Linked DNA regions of Anas platyrhynchos: region 1 is linked to region 2. A link is a contact called in public Hi-C data. All regions are on one chromosome and are shown on one strand. Each heading gives the region's core, a stretch centred on a gene start, on an enhancer-like site or on the middle of the called end of the contact. The rest is flanking DNA. Distances are from core to core; before and after follow the strand shown.

The links. A called contact is a pair of places that touch in the nucleus more often than the background predicts.
Region 1: a contact with region 2 is called in a Hi-C map of liver, with 2.2 times the contacts expected there. The contact joins the promoter of PRDM11 here to the promoter of CD82 in region 2. A contact is called at or near these places in 2 of 8 Hi-C or Micro-C datasets (liver and subcutaneous adipose tissue).

Annotation. Positions count from the first base shown.
Region 1 is chr5:52,915,182-52,922,015 of IASCAAS_PekinDuck_T2T, reverse strand. It overlaps PRDM11 (PR/SET domain 11), which reads right to left and starts at 3,342. Exons shown (of 8, transcript XM_027459733.3): 1 at 3,199-3,342.
Region 2 is chr5:52,600,825-52,608,189 of IASCAAS_PekinDuck_T2T, reverse strand. CD82 (CD82 molecule) reads right to left here and starts at 3,575. Exons shown (of 9, transcript XM_027458168.3): 1 at 3,529-3,575.

The DNA of each region.
Region 1 (6,834 bases), core at 2,093-4,592, 310 kb before region 2:
GCAGCACCGCTGCCAGCACAGTACTGGAGAGCAGGCTCCTGAGAGAGGTGCTGAATTTTGGAAATCCTGCCTCCACCTCCCTCTGACAGTCACAACCCGAGGCACCTACGCTTTTTATAAAGCCTTCAAAGGGAAGACACTCACTTTCAATGTTAAAGATCCACCAGCTTAGACTCTTTCACCAGTAATCCTCACGTTCATACAAGTGCCTAAAGCACGTTTCAGAAAATGCAGAAATTACAAGTAACTACCACGGCGTGGGACATGGTACAATTTGCCCACTAACAGAAACCATAGATTCACTGATCAGACCACGGAAGTAAAACTATTCTGGCTGAAAAGCCAAAACCTAAGGAGGAAAAAAAGAAAAGGGGCAAAGAAGCGAATCCATTTGTCGTCAGCGTGCTCAAATGGGACGACTTCCCTAACGATACCCTTCTGATGGGCCCCTTATTGATGGCTGTTTGCGACCGAGGGACTGTGCTGAAGCGCTGCTCTGCAGTATGCATTACCGATCCCTCTCCAGAGGCTGCCAGATTCTGCAGATTGCAGCTTAAACCTTAAATTATATGTATAATGTTTTTACCTTCTGACTGCAGAGAAGCTGTTCCGAGTATGAAAGGCTGGACGGCTGCCTCCCCGTGTTGCGGACAGAGGAGCCCTTTGAACAACAGCTCTCGGGGATGCAGGCTATCCTGCTCACACAAGCACAGCATTGACCAGGAAGCATAATGGCAAAGGTTTAAGTGTCAATATTTTGAATTGCTTCACTGTCTCTCGGCAGAAACATATAGGTTCTTGCAATTATGTCCGCAGTTTGGGATGGAAGGAGGAAAAACGCCAGTGCTACCCTCACCAACTCCAGCTTAAGTCAGAAACCCACATAGTAAGGACAGCGACTAGATGCGGAAAGATCCACACTGCAAACCCAACTCCAGACGACAACTCAAAATTTGCACCCCTTCCCCTCTGTTTGCTTCCCTCCCTGCTCTCAGCCTTCCCAATCCTCTCTGGTATCAGTGCAGTGCCTGCCAACCGCGTGATGGGCATCTTAAAGACAAACATCTCTAACGTGGGATGCTCGTGCTGCCCTCCTCACCAGGTCACTCCTCCATCCACTTTGCCTGCCCTCACCTTCCCGAGAAGCCATGCAACTGTTTTGTGTTTTCCACAGCACTTTGCTCAGCCTCTTCTACCTGCACACTTTCTGTTTCTGGAGCACTCTTCCCTAACCTTCTTTCTGAAGATGCTGCTCAGCAAGGCAAGAACCTGCCTCTCGCCTTGTCCTCTGTTTTTTCTTCAGGAGGTTGGACTCGCTACTGGAATCCACTTTCACCGGCAAGTTCAGCTAGCAGGGATCCTCGAAAAGCAACATTTCACAGCATCATTTTAGAAGGACCACTGCTCCACAGGCTTTATTTTTTCTCCTATTTACGAAAACCCTCACTAGCAGAAAGGAGGTCACCGGGAGAACGGAAGAGTCAGCGCCTGTGAAATTAAAGCTTTCTTCACCCGACTACTGCAGAGGAGGTCAGCGCAGAAGACGACGACGCTAAAACTGCCTGCAGCAAGCGGCACGGCATTTCTGCTCCACGCCACTTCCCCCTGCACCGCAGGGCTTCAGGCAGCAGCGCCGCAGAGAAGTGCTGGCGGTGAAATACTTCAAGAAGCAGAGATACAACGGGAGAGACGCTGAGCAGGGATGCTTGTGGCCCTGGCACTTGCTCTGTGACAGCGCGGGGGCACGTGCTGGCTCCTGGTCACCAGACGTGTCCCTACCTCAGCCCTGCGGCTGAAGGGCCAGTGCTCGGAGAGCTCCAGGCTGCAGTAAGGAGAACCTCAAGCCTACCCCGTTAAAGAGCCCGGATTTCTCCAACCGCCAGAAAGCTGCAACCCAAATCGAGGACGGAAAGCTGTTTTTGCTTGTTTTGGCGTTCTCAGGAAGACTGGTTGTTCGCAGGGTTCGGATGCACGTTCCCAACGCCAAGCTGGGAATCCACACCAAGAGCTCCCACCTGCCCTCCCACCACCGGGAACAAGCTTTGGGGCTCCACACCAAGCTCCAGCAGCTGCCTTCTTCCCCCTGGAGCCCCCCCAGCTCATCTGTGGCGCTATAACTCGGTTATAACTCGGTTACCGACCCCAAACCCCTCATTTTGACGTTCAGCCTCTCCACGCAAGCCTCCACACAAACCCCACCACGACCACTTTAATGACGTTACCCCAATATCCCCAACTTTACACACTTCCTGCTGCTGAAGCAGCGCGGAGCCCCCCACCTCAGCACCCCCCCCACCCCCCTCAGCCCCTCCCCTCCGGGCGCTCCCGGCCGCGGCCCCCGGGGAGCCCCCGGCCGCTCCGCCCCGCCCCCTCCCGCCCGCCCCCGCCGCCCATTGGCTGCCGGCGCTGTCACTCAGCGGACGCGCGCCCGCCGCCGCGGCGCGGGCGGGAGGGGAGCGGCGGGGCCAGGAGGAGGAGGAGGAGGAGGAGGAGGAGGAGGAAGAGGAAGAGCAGGGGGCGCTACCTGGCCGCGGGTCGCCACCGCCCCACCGCGGCCACCCCCAGGCGCGACCCCCGGGCGGGGCCCCCGCGCTGCTGCCCTCCCTCCCTCCCTGCCGTCCCCCGCAGCCATTTTCGTGGCCACCTTGGCTACCAGCGGGGCTGACTCACCTCGGCGCTGCGGGCGCGGGGGGCCCGCCTCGGCGTCCCGGGGGCGGAGGGGGGGGGGTGCCCGCTCCGCACCGGGGTGTGGGGGGGCCCGGCTGGCTGCGCCCTGCCTCCCCGCCGCCCCGCCGGCCCCGCTCGCTAGGCGCAGGCGAGGACGGGTCCCGGGGCCGGGCCGGGCTCGGCGGAGGCGGCGGCGGCTCCCTCCCTCCCGGCCGTGACCACCATCTTATTAGCACAGGAAATGACATGGAGAACGGAAGAGAGGGGCGTTCGGGGGCCGAGCCCGGGGACCCCCCGAACCGGCGGGGGGAGGCGCCGCCGGCCCGCCCGGCTTGGCTTGGCCCGGCCCGGCCCGCTGGGGCTCTCCCGGGGCCGTGCCTGTGAACGCCCGCCCCGGTGCTTGGCGCCCGAGGTGAAGCGAGAAGGGAGAAAAAAAAAAAAAGAAAAAAAAAAAAAAAAAAAAGAAAACATGCACAAAGCAGGAAAAAAAAAAAATAAAGCGAGGAAACCCAAACCGCCCTCAATTCCCACCTCCTGCTCCGGAGCCTGCGAGTTCCGCGCCGAGCCGGCGGCGATCTGCTCGCCCGCAGCCGCCCCGGCCGGGCAGGGGCTCGGGGGGGGCTTTTAAGGACGGAGGAGCCGGCGGCCGAGGGGCCCCGTCCCGTCCTGTGCCCTGCCGGGCTCCCCCCGTGCTGCCCGCCCGCCGCCGCGGCCACCACCTGCCGCCGGGCCGGGCCCGCCGGGCCGCCCCCCCGGGGAGCTCGGGGACAGGCGGGGGAGCGGCCCCCGGCCGCAGCGAGGGGGCTCCTGCGGGCTCCTGCGGGCTCCTGCGGGCTCCTGCGGGCTCCTGCGGGCTCCTGCGGGCTCCTGCGGGCTCCTGCGGGCTGTGGGTGCCCCTGGTCCTGCCGGGGTGTCATTGCCCCCCGTAAGGCAAAAGGCGAGCCTAGGGATTCGTTTCTAATCCCCCCCCCCCCACCTCAAAATAAAACCAGCAACAAAACACAACCCACCCGACAGCAATAAGAAGGACCCGGCCCCCCGAGCTCTGCGCAGAAATCATGGGCAGCGTGATGACTGACAAAAAGTAGGCATAATTTAATAAAGAGAGGAAACATGTCTCACCAATAAAGCAAATTCTAAATAAAACCATCTGCGAGCGTTAAACTTGAAACAATGCGAACTGCCTGGCTGCTTTGCCAAAAGAGGCACAGTGGGGGGTAAAGCGAGGGATAGATAAATGGCCGTAATTTTTCAGTTCCTTTGGTTGACAATGAGCTTGTATGTGAACAGGGCTGTGGTGGCAATGTACATGCTCCGGTGCTTGGAGCTACTTCCCTTTTTCTGCAGCCCTGAGAAATACCCTTGTCTGCAGTCCCAAGAAATACCGATCTTCCCTAATCCTTGCCATCCTGCTGTAAAGGGACGGGATGAGGTGTGGAAAGGAGAGTAGCGAGGACACAACCTCAGCAAAATCAAGGCCTGCTCCTGCCACCCGGGAGCTGCTTCCAGTGCTGTCACTGAGGGCTTGGGGGTGGCAGGACTTCAGGACCAGGTCGTGGTATATGACTCGAGTTGGCTAAAGATACTGTCTGGCCAAACAATGAGGAAAGTAATCAACACAAGTGCAGAACGAGCTTGCTTTACAGCAGCAGCACGGATGATTATTTTGAAGTTTAAATGAGTGCTGTTTGTCAGGTCCCCAGCTGCGGTACACTTTTTGTTCCCCATTTCTAACCTCTCCAGGGAGGATTCCTTCTCAAAGGGTAAACGTGCTGTGTAATTTTACCCTTACCAGTAACCACAGATAGATGGACTTTGAGGCACTTGCACTTGCCTGGGACAGGCATACCATAAGCTGTCAGCACCTTCAGACTCCTCAGAAATATTAGAGATCCTAGCAGAGCTGCTCTAGTTTGCAGTTTCTGTCTATGTGCTGAAATGTATGAGAACACTCCGCTGGCAGCCAGGCGGACAATGGGCTTGTAAATATGACTGATGAATGAACTGCGAGAAAAAATAATAATTAAAAACACAATAAAAATCATGGAAGTAATACAAATGCCTGCTGAATGCCATGTTAATTTGAAGTAATAGTTTTGTCATAACTGTTGCAGTCTAAGGCGGTAAGAGCAGGCTCAAAGGGAGGCATAAAGCTTTTATTTACAAAGAAAATTAAATATTTAAGTACAATATAAATAACAGCTATTATGGCTCCTTGCAAACACGGGCACGCTAATTTATTGGGAGGGAGTTCTCTTGTCTTAAAGTGTGTCCCTATGTGTTTAATAGTCAGGCAGTAAAATCGCCGCAAAGAAGATTTTGCATCTTTTCTGTTGAGAAACTAGGCACATAAGGACCACAGACTGAGGTATCTCTGGAAAAAAAAACTACCTTTTTGGCTCGGAAAGGCATCCCCCTTCTTCAGCAAACTGCCCCCTCCCTCATTAAGACGACATAGGATTAATTTTTGCGTTCATGTGCATCGGCACTTCTCCTTGCTGGACTCACTAGTGTTCAGACCCCATTCTGCCACCCACCGCAAGTCCCCTCCATCTGCTGCGCTCTCAGGAAATAAAAATATTATAAATGGCAACGTCAGTTAGGAATGAGGTAATTAGGTGTCAATTTTTCGGTTTTAGACTGTCAGATCTCTTCCTTCATGAACTGCTGGATGGTCTCCCGGAGAGACAAAAGGGTTCCTTTACTGACACCGAGCTTTTAGCCTATGGCGTAAAAAATATTGTGCACAAACGTGGATAAAACAGAATCTGGCTTGTCAACAACTGGTTTTAAATGTCCGTAAGCTGGTGGGGACCTCTTTCAGCTGGAAGGTCTGACCCCTGCCACGCGAGCTGCTGGATGTTCTGTGCACCACAGCATTCCCTAAAAATTCCCTAAAAACCCTCGGGGTTTTTAGGCACCCTGTGAGGAGGGGGGATGCCAGGCTGGGTGGGGGGTTCCTCCTGCTGGCTGTCAACCACAGGGGACCCAGGGAGAGGCCGAAAAGCATTCAGTTTCTTCTAGAAGTCCACATACAGTGTCTATCACATAGCTATGTGACCACAGGACATGGTGTCCATAGCAGAGGGCTCACGTCTGCTCTCCAGGCTTCGAGGAAGGAAAAAGGAAAGGAAAATTGTGCTGCCATTAACTAAACAACACTTTTTCCTCACATGGAAAGGACTCAGATTGTCAGGACTGTCACGTTGGTGCTCTTATGAAGTGCGAAATGAGCTGCTTGGTGAGTCTGCCAGCCAGCTTTTAGCTCTAGAAGCAGCAGGGAGAAGCCACATGAAAATTAAGGGCATTTCTCTTCTACACTAATGGTTGTTGGATGGAGAATCAGAATAGAGGTTTTTCCCTTTGAAAATCTGAAAAAGTCCCACAAAAACAAAAAAAAAGGCAGAAAAAGGAAATTACGTGACTAAGAAGGAAACCCAGCCAGAAACTCGCAGTTACCTCCCAGGGACCGCAGCAGGGTGGGAGAGGCCCTGAAGGAGGTGTGGGGAAGAGCTCTTTGAAAGCAGGTGTCTGTGGAGAACTGCACCCGTACCCAGCAGGGCTGCGTCTTTTTCCTCTCTTTGGTATGAGTCTTCCCCATTAATGGCAGAGGTGTATGAATGTGTTGGAAATGCAGTGCCCTGCAGGGTTGTTATGAATGACTCCAGGTTAAGCCTGATGAACAGGCCGCTGGGAGGCCACTAAATCCTGCTGAGTTCAACAGCAAAGCAAGAAGCTGCCAGGTCGCTGATCTCAGTTCAGACTGATAGGTGCAACCCCCTCCAATTTTTTCTTTCCTCTGGTCCCTGGCAGTTGTGCCACCATCTGCTGAGCCCACCTTGAGAGCCCACCTGAGCCTGCTCACCTGGAGGCCACGTAACGTAAGAGAGGAGGACGAGGCATTGACAGGGTCAGTGAGCAGGGTGGCATGATCCTGCCTGGGATTTAGATCTGTGCATGGAGCCAGGGAGCCCTCTCTGGGAGCACTGTAGAGCTGTATGGGAATTTGGAGCTGTGGTTTTGTCAAAACTGGAGTGATGCTGCAGGTAGGGAGAGCTGCTCCAGCAGGACCGGTCCCTCATACTGGCACTACCGTCCTCTTTGAACGGGCTGGCTGACCCTGCAGAAAGCTAGCCAGGTGAGTGCCGACACCAGCAAAGTGGTGGT
Region 2 (7,365 bases), core at 2,326-4,825:
GTGAGGATGCTGTAAAGCAGTCGCTGGCTCTGCTTGGTCAGTGCAAAACTCAAGGCAACAGCAGGGGGGAACTGACTCACTGCCAGTGACCCCGTCCACGCCGACACGTGAGCAGCTCCACGGCACTCAGGGTGCCCCGGTTGCACCACACCACCAGCATGAAACAAGCCTCAGACCCAGTGGGAAGTTATAACCACAGCGTTAGGGACAGCATCCTGCCAGCACAGTATCCTCTGACATGAAGAGGAGCCTACAGATTGCTCGATCACAAGCGGGACGGGGATGAGCAGAGCAGATCGCAGGACATGTTTCAAAAACAAGCACATGAGCTCCAGGGACCAAAGTCCCAGTACATACTCGATACTGACATCACTGAGTATAGGAAATCCCCTCCACATTCAGTTTCTGATCGCACATTGCACTGCCCTCGTATTCCAAGCAATGCTAAGCCAGCTGCTGGACCAGGGAGAAGTCAGAAAAAAAAAGGTAGGGGATAAAACATTCCCAGCATGGATATTTTTGCCTAGGACTTGAGCACCTAGCAACCCAGAAACCGAAATGCTATAAAAGCTGCAGGAATGTCCTGGAAAGGACTAACATGAATGTCTGAAAGGCAGCATTCAGCCATTTTATGCAGCAGTAGAGCTCCCCTCGTTAAGTTAGGCTTCACTACTGATTTCCAACCAAATTGCTACTCATCCATCATGGGAGGACAGGCTGGCTCCGGGTGCTCGGGATTTACATGTTCTTATAGGATGGGATGACAGCAGCAGCCTTTGTGCTGGTAGAGGACACAGACACATCTACTGACCACAAATCCCTTCTTCTAGGGCAAGCCTGGGAAACAGGCTCCCTTGCTCCCAGTAGGCAGGACTGCCTCACAGCACACCAGTGCTCTCCCTCCCCATTCCCAAATCACCTCCAGGGCCACAGCTGCAGGGACAAGGAGGATGGATTCAAGCTGTAGGAAGGTGCACAGCTGCTGCTCCCAAGTCTCAACCTTCCCTTTGCTTGCTCAGGAGACTCTTCCCCCTGACTTCAGAGGGATTATTTTTGCCTGTGAGGGGAACTCTGCATTATATAACTCCAAATCCCTGGGCTGCTGGGTATCCCAACGTGTGTAGCTCTTTTTCAGCTCAGCATTTCTCCGGTACACATGGCCACAGGATTATCATCGTACTGCAAGAGATCAGCAGTCTGTTGCAGCTGGGCAACAACTTTGCAGTAATGAGTAACAGGCCCTTCGTTAGGCACCTGTTTGCTGCACTGCAGGGAAACTAAAACAGCAGCCCAGCAGCGTCCCCAGGCAAAGGACTAGTGGTATTCGCTGTTTAAAATGCTCCTGATGGCATAGCAGAGCTGCTGAGCTCCTTAAAGACAGGCAGGCCACTTACCTCTGCGGCAAGTGTCAGAAATAGTGTACGTGCACCACGCTTTGCTTTGACTCGCTTTTAATCGGTGGTGTCCCAGTTCTGGAGCTCCACCAAGGAGAGCAAAGAACTAGAACCAGGCAGCCCATGTGCGTGCCTCTTCCCACAGGAGAAAGCCTGCCTTTGGCTTAGTTTCCTTCCCTCCTTTCCCCTGTATTTACCTTGGATGAGCACTGAGCAGCCCAGCTTCCCTGGCTCTGCTGCGTGCATGCTCGATTACGGCGATGAGACCCTACGAGAGCATGGCTCTGGTCCCCATCCATCTCACCAGGCTTGGGTTTTATCCCCCTCCCCTGCTATCACCCTCAGACCAGCCCCTCTCATGAAGCTGCCCACAGCAATGCTTTATCTGTCTTCCAGGCAATTCACCAGCCCTGAAGCTGTCAGTGCGTGCGAGCAGTGATTTGAGCCATCTCCAGCACGCAGTGCCTGGCGCTTCACTGGTGACCCTGCCAAGGTGTGAGCCTGCTGTTAACCACCTCGGCATTCCTCACCCTGATAATCCAGGGGACTTTGAGCAGAGCACGGAGCTGGGCAGCAAACAGGCTCTGCCACAGCTGACTGCTCACCCAGGAACTGCTGGCCTCGCTTCCAGGGTTATTTTTCTCCCGTGCCAAGGAACAGCCTGTGATTTTTCACCTTTGCTTCGTTTTAGCCCCTCTTTGGGTCAACATCCAAGCCAGGAGAAGACAGAGCTTTTCAGATAGCGACTGCAGCAGCTGCCACACCTCAGCCACCACTCAGGCAAATCAATATTGACCATGTCATATAGCAAGGGACATGCCCAACCTCACTTTGGGTTTCCCGTAACAGGTCCAGGACCACCAGTGCCTGAAGTCCTTGCCGCAGGAGCCGCCTTCACCCCTGCTGGATGCCTCCCACTGTCCCACCAGACACCAAAACCCATGTCTATGGTTGGAAAGTGCCTTAGGAGGAGCTCAAGCAGGGCTTCCAGGCTTCCTGGACAGCCAGCAAACCCCGCAGGGTTTTCTCCAGCCCCAGCTCCAAGCTCAAACAGGAGATGGAAACAGCAGAGCTGGCCCCAGACCCGGGCACGCTCCATCCCGGGCGAGCTCCGTGCAGCTCAGGAAGGCAGAAACCAACGCTTCGGTTCCAGGGCAGGTTTTTTTTTGTCCCCTTTGCTCCATTTTACGCCAAACCACCCCCAGCGGGGCTGCCAGGCTCCGGAGCACACCGCTGCCGGCCCAGCCCAGCTCGGGAATCCCCTAAAAGCCCCGAAAAGCTCCGGGAAGAGCCCTCGGGGGGGACCGGGGGGGGGGCTCGGAGCCCGGCGGAGGGGCCGCAGCCCTCGCCCCCTAAACAAGCCGGGCCGCCCCGCTCACCTACCTGCTGTGCGGGGCTGTGCTGTGCTGTGTCGCCTCCTTCCTCCCTTCCCTGCCTCCCTCCAGTGCCGTGTCCCCGGCCGGGCTCCCAACCCCGCGGGGCGGAGCTGAAGGCTGCGCTCGGCCGGCCCCGGGGCGGGCTCCCCCTCACCCACCGCCCCCTCAGCTCCGCCATGTGCCAAGCAAAGGCCCGAGGCCCTTCCCCAGAATGACAGGGAACCCCCCGACCTGCTAAAAACCCGGCATTTTGCTGCCTTGTAAACTTTAAACCCTCCTCTAGCAGGCTGTAAAACCACAGCAGCCCTAAGGCAAGGGAAGGTGGGGAGTCCCCTCGCCCCGTAGCTGTGGCCACACGATGGGCAAACACGAGCCCCCGGCCTCCTTCACGCATATCATGGGGGCCAGCAGGGCGAAACTGAGGGCTGCAGCTGTGCTGTGGGCTGGCCAGGGAAGGTGCCCGGCCTGCAGGTGCCAGGCAGAACAGAGAGGATGAGGTGGAAGTGAAAGGGGTGACGCACGCCACGCTGGGGTTTTGGAGGTTCACACGGTCTCAGCACCCCCATTTGCAGCTGTATGCAGCAATACAGGCTAGTCCCAGCCTGAAAACAAACTGTCTCGGAAACCTGGCCTTGCTCAGGCTCCTTTTTCTCCCTAAAAGTGTTGTTTGCCAAAGCAGAGGATGCATTTTGCGTCAGAATTGCTGGGGCAGTATCTGGAAACACATTTAGGGCCAGCCCTTGGGGTCACACTCCTACCTGTCCTTCTGGAAGGTGGCAGCATCCCAGCGTCTCCTTCTGAGCAGCTAACCTCACATAAAACCACCCTGATGCTCAAACAGCACATTGAAGGGGTTTTCTCTTCCCCCTCTCCCTCTTTAATAGGCTTTGTCCTTAATTAAAGCACCTGGTCAGGCTTATGCCCGTAGTAAGCTCACCTGTAGAGGTGTGGGGGTATGGGGGAGCAAGTGAAGTTGTATTTGCCTGCCTGTCTTCATCCTCAGGTGTCTGATCCATGCATGCTGAGCATGTAGCTTGCTTCTGATTCTTATGAGTGTCCTACTTTGAGGAAGGAAGTCTAGGCTCAGAATATTGCCCCTGAGGATTAGTGGAAAGGCTCTTTTTTTAAAAAAAAGGAGTTGGTTTTAAAATAAAAAGAGATTGCAAGGCGCAGCGCAAATGGATTGCTCGTGTGCCAGCAGCTCCGGTGCCCAAATGAATTTGTGTCAATGGCTCTGAGAATAGGATACATGTTAGGAACAGCAGCGTGGAGGTATGTATGCATCAGTGGCTGCATGTATAGCTGGTTATGCTTCATTGCTGCTCAGACATGAACAAGTGAGGCTGTAGAAAAGCATTAGGTCTGTATCACTGAGTTTTCTGAGGACGGGGGATAGATCTTTAAAAGATAGCTCGCAACGAGCTTGAATTTTGCTGGAAAGTCCGACGTGAATCATGCTCTTCTGAGGGCTTGCAACAGGGAGTTGGCAACGGTGCAGAAACAGATCTGCGGAGATGTTGCAGCTGAGCTGTGCACAGATGGTGAACTAAAAGCCCAAGTATAAACAGCATCTTTTACAATGTACACAGTAGGCTGGATTCTCAGCTAGTGATTAGACCAAAGTGCTTGTAAGAAAACACACGGAATGGAGAAACCCACCATTATGTGGTGTGTCATGCCAAAGACCGAATGCCATTTCGGAGGCGGCTAGACGCCCGCCCAGAGGTCACTCAGCCAAGCAATCTGCTTTGGCCTCGGGTCATTTTCATTGCAAACCAAACAACCGTTCCCTGTCAGATGACTCCTTTCTTTTTAGAAGGAATTAATCTCTTTACTCAATCAAGCGATGGCCTATTCTGCGAGGAACCAGGGGAAGCCTTTGCTCGCCAGCCCAGGTCCCTGGGATGCAGCCTGTTTCAGTAGTACAGGAGGTCCCTTCAGCATGGGGAATCCTAATGCCCGCTCAGAGCATTGCTAATGCCCCACACAGCTGGCTTTGCTGCACCTTTGGAGCCGGTTGCAGCCTTGCTGTGCGTTGTGAGAAGCTGCACAGCCCTCAGAGCCCTTCTGCTTTGCAATGTAAAGCACGGGCCCTGCACAGGTGCCTGTGTATGGTGCTGAGGGACCTACGGCCCCTTCTTTGCTGGTAAAACCATGCCTGGCTGGGAAGGAACGATGCTGGGACAGTGGGCTACAAGCAAGCACGTCCCCAGCAGTGCACACGCAGGCAGTGCTCCCTGTGCAGCGAGGATGGGAGGTCTCAGGGCTGGAGTCCTGCAGCAAGCTCAGCTCAAATGAGAGGGGAGCTCAACTGGCTTTGCTCTGCTCTTGGAGGCTCTCTGAGAAGAAGGGGGCCGAGGCTCAGCTGGCACAGGTTGCTGCCTGACAAGACAAACACCAGAGCAGGAAATGAGCCCTGGGCTTGTGCCTTCACCGTTGCAGCGGTTGCTGAAGCAGCTGTCCTGACGCTGTGGCCACTGTTAGGCAGCTTCAGACAAATACTTGGCATTAAGGACAGCAGAGTTTAGGAGAAAGACATATTAGGATCCATAACGTTTCCAGATTTATTTCCTTTAAAAAAAAATATCTTTGAATTGCTGTTAATCTCAGAGGGGCAGGATTTCAAATACTGAGGGGCTAGGTGGATACAGTGACATGCACTGTAGCAATCCCTACACACCGCCTTACTTTGAAAAAAATATGCTTTTGATGTTGATCTCCTAAAGAGAAAAAAAAAATCAAAATCAGAGCTAAGAACTGCTGTACTTGTTCTGCTTAAATTCCAGGTTAAAACAAACAAACAAACAACAACAACAACAAAACACTCTACAGTCCACATTTAGTGTCTGTTTAATAGCACAGGGTAAAATAAGAGCTAGACTGCAAAGCATGGTTGAAGATTATAGCTTTTGTCAAGTCTAATGTTGGCAGAAGTGCTTTCATGGCACTGTAAGTGGAATCCACCCCTTTTATTTGCCCAAAGCTGTGCTTTTATTAGCAAAACTAGGATGTGGATTAATTGTATACAAAAAAAAATAATGATTAGAGTGAACAGCAACAAAAGTGCAGTGGTTGCTGGCACTTGAGGCAAGTGGAGACTATTTTAACTCACATTAGGGAAAAAACATGTTTACCAAAAGGTACGATTTTAAAGTAGTCTGTTCTATTTCAGGACTAATTATTCCTAACAATTCTGAGTTTTATGGCTTCTGAGAAAAGGAGTGAGCTGCAGTACATTGAAATAATTTTCCTGATGACCAGTTGCCCTCCCCTGGTTGGAGTGAGGAATGCAGGCAACTGAAATTCTGCAGCAGAAGTGAAACCTGGGCAAGGCGAAGGGAGCCAGATTGGTGCCCCGAGACACCCCAGAACCGGGGAGCAGCTTCTGTAGGTTGTTATTTTGGGACCGGGGTGGGAGTGCCTCAGAGCTGACTGCTACAGGAGGGTTCAGCACCCCCAAACTCAGTATTTTGCAAGTGAACATTGCTGCCCCCTCTATGGGCGCTGGAAAATGTAGTACACAGGGATGCATCTTCCTAGGCACTACGTGATTTGAGCTTTCGCGATTCACTGAGCACTGGAAAGTATGAGAGCATGTGCCCCCATGAGGTGGATGTTTGTCTAACCTTTGGGATGGGAAACTTGCTGGAACAAGGTGTGTCATCAAGATTTACAATCCTGTGCTTTCCAGAATTTCTCTGTTAAAAATAATAATAAAATTAAAAATAATAATTAAAAAAAAAAATAATACGAACAAATCTCAAAAGGTCTTCCACAGAGTGTGAGCAGGTCACAGACATCTCTGGACTTGCTGATTTGAGTTGGATATGTCAGAAAATGCCAGGTGAGTGTCAGAAATCATTGCAGTCACTTAAATCATCAAATTAAATTACAGAATTCATCGTCATTAAATTATAGAAATCATTGTCACTTAAAGAGCCCTTGCTGGTGCTGCTGAGCTCTGGTTAGTGCTGGTCAGTTAGTGCCAGGGCTAACAACAGCCATGGTATGACTTTGTGGGCCTTGGTGGAGGTAGGACTTAGCCTAATTTTACAATTATCCTTGCACACTTTGCGTGGATGAACACCTGAACTGAAGTAAGCATCTTGGCTTGAGAGGAGAAAACATTACCCAGAAATAGAGAGAGGTTTCCTTGCTGGTCTTTGTTGGGGATGATCTGGGACAGATGCTGTTGCTTTGGCAGTATGAATTCCACACCCCACGGCCCCAGAGACTGGTGAGAAGTTGTCCCTTGCAGTCCAGCTAACATAAACACTTGAGAAAACCTCGGGAAGGAGAACCCGGTTTAAAGGCTGCCAGAGGAAATGAAAACTCTCGGGAGCTGACATTGGCAGGCTGAGTATTTTCTCAGTGAAATGTGTGCAACACTGGCATGATTTACCTGGAGGAGCAAGGCGAGCGGAACAAGCAATCCTATGACACTAATGCTTCTCACGTAGGCTCAGATCCACTGGAGTATTTAAAGACTTAATTCCCTCCAATTTCATTTCTGAAGGCATCCAAGTACCTCTCTACATAGAGCCAATTTTAAACCTTGCATTGAAAGAAGTCTCTTTTCCACCTTTGCCTCCCTG